2 separate regions of the Mus musculus genome follow, and region 2 is linked to region 1. A link is a contact called in public Micro-C data. All regions are on one chromosome and are shown on one strand. Each heading gives the region's core, a stretch centred on a gene start, on an enhancer-like site or on the middle of the called end of the contact. The rest is flanking DNA. Distances are from core to core; before and after follow the strand shown. Region 1 overlaps Ints8 (integrator complex subunit 8). Region 2 has its middle 31 kb from the start of Virma.

Region 1 (3,403 bases), core at 310-2,809:
AAAAAAAGGTACTCACTTTAGAAAAGCAGCCATGTTTCCTTTCAGAGAATCTGAAGCTTTTTCTACGTTTATTGATCTTGAACATACCTAGGAATTAGAATTTTCATTTGAATATGCATCTCAGTTTGAAATGTTGAGATTTCAAAATAAACACCTCATGTTTAGGGTGTGTATGTGTCTGTGTGTGTGTGTTTACTGAGTATGGATGTTCAGCCTGGATGTCTACTTGTGCACATGTCCACGCCTGATGTCTGCAGACCTGAAGGTGGCACTGGACAGATTCCCTGCAACTGGAGTTACAGATGGTTGGGCTGACATTGAGTGCTGGGAATTGACCTGATTCTCTACAAGAACAGCCAATGCTCTTAACTAGTGAGTTGTCTCTCCACTGCTCCAAATAACTGAACGTTTATGTTTCAATCACTAACCACTGATTTGATTAAGTAATTTAAAACAAAAGTCCAAGGTAAGAATTCATTAAAGAAAGAAGTGGGACCAACCATTTTCATAAATTCAGGCATATGTAGTTAAGAATAACAACTTGTGAGCCGGGCGTGGTGGCGCACGCCTTTAATCCCAGCACTTGGGAGGCAGAGGCACGCGGACTTCTGAGTTAGAGGCCAGCCTGGCCTACAAAGTGAGTTCCAGGACAGCCAGGGCTATACAGAGAAACCCTGTCTCGAAAAAACAAAAAACAAAAAAAAAAAACCAAAAAAAACAAAAAACCAACTTGGTTGCTTTAAGTTCCTATCTAGGATCTGCCTTCTATTCTACTAAGTTTCAAGAACTCTTCTAACATATAAGAAGAAAAAAATACTGCTAAGCACCCTCAAAAAAGGAGTAATCCAAATACCTATGACAGATTACTACACTGAGAAATAAAGTTATAATGCTGTTTTTGTTGTTGTTGTTGTCTTTTTCTTTTTCCTTTGAGACAGGGTCCCATATATTCCAGGCAGCCTCTAATTTGTCATGTAGCTGACAATGACCTTGAACTTCTCATTCTCCTGAAGGAATCTCAGTGCTGCCATTGCAGACTTGTGTTACCACAACCGTATTACATGTTGATGGGAAGGAGCCCAGGGCTTTTGTGCAGGCTAAATAAGCACTCTATCAAGTAAGCTACATCTTCAGTCCAGTAAGAAAAACTTTTCAGAGATCAGCAATGATGCTGGATACAAAACATATAAAGTGCATCATGCCTGTAATCAATACAGGTCCATACTAAGAAACGTGTAAAGTTAGGCGAGGTGCCACATGCCTGTGATCTCAGCACTTGCTAGACCAAGTTAAAAAGATACCAAGTTTGACACCAGGTAGGCGAAGCAATCGGCCTGTATCTCAAAAGGAAACAATTAAAATTTGACAGCTGACAAACCACTCAGCAGTAACTCTGAGGATCCCAAGGACAGATTCCAGCATGCACTTAACAAGCTCAGTGTCCCTGAAGATGCATGAAACCCAGCTCCAAGAGAGCAGAGATAGGAGGACTCCTGGGCCCTGCTTGTTTTCTGCACAGTGGAAAAACCACAAGCTCAAGGATCAGCAATGAGACCTTGATTCAAAAGATTAGGCAGAGGGTGACAGAGGGTGAGGTGAGTTAACACCCTCTTCTGGCCTCTGAGCTCATATAAAGGTGGATACACATATGTACATATGCTCACTTGAACACTGAAATAAATTTTTTAGGTCTGGTGAGATAGTTCAACAGGTAAGGGAGCTTGGAAAAGCATGATAATATTTGAGTTCCAACACCAACCTCTCTCTACATGTGTGCAATTGCATGTGTGCGCGCGCACACACACACACACACACACACACACACACACACACATATACAATAAGCAAATACACATATAAATATAATACGACGTTGTTAAGTTTTTAAAAATTAAGACCTGGGGGCTGAAGCCAAGTGTAGGGTTCATGCCTTTATCTTAGCACTTGAGAGGCAGACATAGGCAGTTATCTCTGGGTTCAGGGCCAGCCTAGCTACATAGATAGTGCTAGGACAGCCAGGGCTATGTAGTTAATTGTCTCAAAAAAACAAAAACAAACATACAAAAAAAAAAAAAACCCTTGGGGACTGGAGAGACAGTTCAGCAGTTAAGAGCACTTACTGCTCTTGCAGAAGACCGGGTTCACTTCCCAGCACCGTAACAAATGGCATACAGCTCAGCTCCTTGTAACTAATTCCAGAGGCTCTGATGGCTTCTGGCCTCTGCAGGTACCTGCACACACATGGTGCCTATAAACTCAGGCAGACACATAAACACGCACAGAAAATAAATCTTAGGCAAGCGTGGTGGTGTAAGCATTTAGTCTCATCACTTGGGAGGCAGAGACAAGTGGATCTCTGTAGATTTGAGGGCAGTCTGGTCTACACATCAGGCTTAATAAATAAAAACAATGTTTCTTTGAAGAAGAAGAAAAAAGCAGATCATTAGGGTACAGCCCTAACTGCAATAGAGCAGAGCAGTCAGTGAAACAGCAAAAAGAATGCAAGCAAAGAGCGCAGCAGAAACAAGGAGGCAAAGGAGGAAAGGCCTGCGTAAAGGGCAGAACACAACACTGGGGCTCATGCCTACTTCACCACTGGGAGGCTGGGCACAAGAACAATGAAGCTGAGGCCTGGGCTACACACACACATACACACACACAACAGGAAGAAGTTGAGAAAGGAGAGGAGGAGAGAGAGGAGGAGGAGGAGAAGGAAAGGAGAGAGGGAAGGGAAGGAAGAAGTAGAAGCAGAAAGAAGGAGAGGAAGAGGAGGGGCAGAGGAGGAGAGGGAAGAGAGGGAGGAGAAAACAGAGAAAGAGGGGGAGAAGAGGGGGAAAGGCAGCTGCTGCTACTCAATTTGTTAATTCTGTCAGCTCTTAAGCACAGAAAAGAAACACAAAGGTTCTATTACCATAGATAGGGGAAATGCCTTACCTCAAGGAGAAAATCTATTTTTTCTTTGTTTGGTCTAAGAAATAGTTGATTGAACTGGACACTAATTGTTCTGCCTTCCAGTACATCTCGTACTGTGTTGCAGACACAAATTTTAAAACAGATTTCATCTAGAGCTTCATTTCTACAAAACACAAAAGTAGAAAAATGAATGTTTTTATTATAAAACGTGAACAGTTTTGAGAATTAACATTTATGATGTTCAGTATTCTACTAAATACCATATACCAATTCAAAAAAATGTACAAAAAAGAATACAAAAAGAATTCTAAAGATTAAGCAAGTGAAAGAACTGTACTACAAATAACTTTCTCACTGCAAGATTTTTAAAAGAAACTAAGAAAAAAAACAAAACAAAACTGTAAAATGTCCCCACTGGGCTGAAGGCTGGCTCAGTGACTAAGAGCAGCACTGGCTGCTTTTCCAGAGGATGTAGGTTCGCTACCACCTC
Region 2 (2,977 bases), core at 347-2,846, 220 kb after region 1:
GAAGAAGGAAGGAAGGAAGGAAGGAAAAAGAAAGAAGGAAGGAAAAAAAACCACAGGCATGGTAGCACATACTTGTAGTTCTTGTGTGGAGGAGGCAGGTAGAACTTCCTGGGAAGGGAGGAGGGTGGGACAGAGGGAGGGGGGACAGAGAGTGATGCAGATACAGACACAGACAGACAGACAGACAGACAGACAGACACAGACAGAGACAGAGACAAAGAGTTTAGATACATATTTAGGCTTCAAAGTCAACTACCTACCTAAAGTAGCTGCTTCACCCCTGCTGATAATAGTCTTAGAGTTTGCTTCCCTCTCCTGGCCAGATCCAGTCAGTACACTGCGGTGATTCCCAGGCTGCTTTCGTGGCTCTAAATCCTTACCATCCTTCTGTCGTTCTCCTTTGAGGAAGGTCTTTATCTGTCAGAGAGCTTCAGTTTAGAGATTTCTTTCCCTTTCCCTTCCCCTTTCCCTTCCCCTTTCCCTTTCCCTTCCCCTTTCCCTTCCCCTTCCCCTTCCCCTTTCCCTTTCCCTTTCTCTTTTTCTCCTTTTCTCCTTCTTTTTCTTTTTCTTTTTCTTTTTCTTTTTCTTTTTCTTTTTCTTTTTCTTTTTCTTTTTCTTTTTCTTTTTCTTTTTCTTTCTGATCAAGCATTCTGTCCTAAACTTTAGGACAACGTTAGCATTTTGGTTTGAATCCCATAAGGACGCAAGTAGAAGACAAGGTTTGAGTGCATGAAACATTGAGACAGTGAGACCCACAGGAACGTGCCAACATCAGCCAGTGAACTGGGAAATAGAAAATGATCGCTGACATCCGTATTTTCAATTTCTTGAGGAACAAGTAAAACACTGTGCTTATTTGTATTTTGTTAAGGAATATCTGTTTAGTCTTGTGATTTTTAAGTTGTAAACTTCATGAGTGCAGGAGTTTGCTTGTTTGAGACAGAGGCTCCCTAAATAGCCTAGGCTGGCATCAAACTCACAATCCTCCTGCCTCAGACTCCCATTGTTGAAAATTACAGTCGTGTGCCCAATAATACCTAGGTAGTATAATAGTTTTAAAATAATATAAATATAAATAATATTAATGTTCTCACTAGGTAACAAAGCAACTTAAGGAAGGAAGGGTTTAATGTAGGCTCACAGTCTACCATGGGTGGGAAGGCACCCAGGCGGGGACGTGGACACATGGTGTTTGATGCTAGGACACCCAGAGGAGAGCTAATGTTCAACTTTCTTTCTTTCTCCCCACCCCCACTCACCCCAGGACACCAGCCGTGGACTGATACTTCCCTCATGTAGAGTAAATCTTTCCAGCTCATTGGACTGAATCTAGAAACCCCACGTTCCCCCAAAGACATGCCCAGCGTTTGATTCCTAGATCCTGTCGACAGTATCAACGCTCATACTAGCGGTCCGGAATGTTAGATACTGGTCACCTAACTCTGGAACCTGATTTCTCATCCTATAGAAAAGCAGTTAGTCAGAAAGCCCTGACTAAACTCAAGTGCCAAATCGCAGCAGTGAGATGATGAGGAGGCAGGAATCCGAGCAAGGGCTTCATTGTTGTTGGCTGTAACTGGTGAAGGGGCGTAGCTTGGGCACTGGCCAATCTGAGGCAAGGAGGAAGCGGCCATAGGTGAATGAATACAGTCTCGTGTGGCAAGTCCTGTGGGGAAGTGAGTGTGCTTTCTTTCTTCCTAGAGCCTGTGACCAGCCCTCAGGGAGATGACATGTGCCGCAACATTCTTTCTGTGACCCTGTGCGGGCAGTGGTGATACACGCTCATGCTTGGTCCGTGCAGGTCCTCTGAGCTTTCCTGCATGTGGCTCCTCTGCCAACCCCTCTCCTCAGTCTATCTATGCAAGACTGGCTTCTGATCCCACGAGTCGCTTATTAAGTGTAACTGTGTTATGTAGTTCCTTCACCACACCGCCGATTCTCCCTCGGGACTCTGTTTGCTTTCTTCCTTGTGGCTTTTAATTTTTAATTGAATTTATTGATTTTCATAATAGCCTGTTTGAGCTTTTGTATCAAAGTACCATAAATTCGATAGGTTATAAGCCATAAAAAATTATTTCTCACCCTTCTGGAGCCTGGGAGTCTGAGAACAGGTTGCAGGCCACGCAGGATGGGGGCTTCGAAATCTGGAATTAGTATTCAATGAACAGGATAGCCAAGAGGAAGGCTGGAAGCTATTTCTTCTGGAGCAACTCCCAACAGATAGATCATGCACAGGAAAGTGAGTGCTAAGAAAATGGCCTTTCCTGCAGCTAGGGAGATGGCTCAGTGATTGAAAGAACTTACTGTTCCATTCCCAGCACGAGCATGACGGCTCACAATTGTCTACAACACTAGCTCTGGGGGATCTGAGATTACTAGGTCCACACATGGAACCTGCACATACACACATGTAGGCATACAGGTAAAATACAAGTAACATTATGCAGAGCAAGTTACATTTAGGAATGTGTATGTATCTACACATACATATATGCAATATATATGTATGTACCCATACATATATGCATATAGCAACAATTAATTAAAAAAAAGAGGCCATGAATTTGAAAGAGAGCAAGGAGGGACATGTGGGAAGGTTTGGAGGGAGGAAAGAGGAAGGCAAAATATTATAATTATACTCCTAAAAATAAAAGAAATAAAAAATAAATATTTTTTTACAAATAAATAGAAGGCTGCCTTACCTTTTGAACTACCACCCTGCTCCATAGCTTCTTTTCCCTTTTTCTTTCTTTTTTCTTTTCTTTTTTTTTTCTTTTTTTTTTCTTTTGAGACAGGTTTTCTCTGTGTAACAGTCCAGGCTGCCCTGGAAACTCTCTCTCTCCCTCTCTCTCCCTCTCTCTCTCTCTCTCTGATTTATTATGTATACAACATTCTGCCTCCATGTATGGCTGCTGATCAGAAGAGGGCACCAGATCTCATTATAGATGGTTATGAGCCACCATGTGGTTGCTGGGAA

Evidence for each region. A called contact is a pair of places that touch in the nucleus more often than the background predicts.
Region 2: a contact with region 1 is called in a Micro-C map of granulosa cells, with 2.1 times the contacts expected there. The contact joins two enhancer-like sites. A contact is called at or near these places in 2 of 484 Hi-C or Micro-C datasets (the G1E-ER4 cell line and granulosa cells), 1 of 115 datasets of contacts at active chromatin or transcription factors (stem cell-derived neural progenitor cells) and 1 of 9 other capture datasets (pancreatic islet).

The regions. Positions count from the first base shown.
Region 1 is chr4:11,231,637-11,235,039 of GRCm38.p6, forward strand. Ints8 (integrator complex subunit 8) reads right to left here. Exons shown (of 27, transcript NM_001159595.1): 10 at 2,935-3,076; 11 at 17-87. Among named protein-coding and RNA genes, the nearest start is that of Ints8, 21 kb to the right of the region's middle. Within about 2 kb of position 1,560, at least 14 of the 459 cell types and tissues checked have an H3K27ac peak or open chromatin away from gene starts, as enhancers often do. A contact at or near this core is called in granulosa cells, where this site is marked.
Region 2 is chr4:11,453,700-11,456,676 of GRCm38.p6, forward strand. No RefSeq gene overlaps it. Among named protein-coding and RNA genes, the nearest start is that of Virma, 31 kb to the right of the region's middle. Within about 2 kb of position 1,597, at least 163 of the 459 cell types and tissues checked have an H3K27ac peak or open chromatin away from gene starts, as enhancers often do. A contact at or near this core is called in granulosa cells, where this site is marked.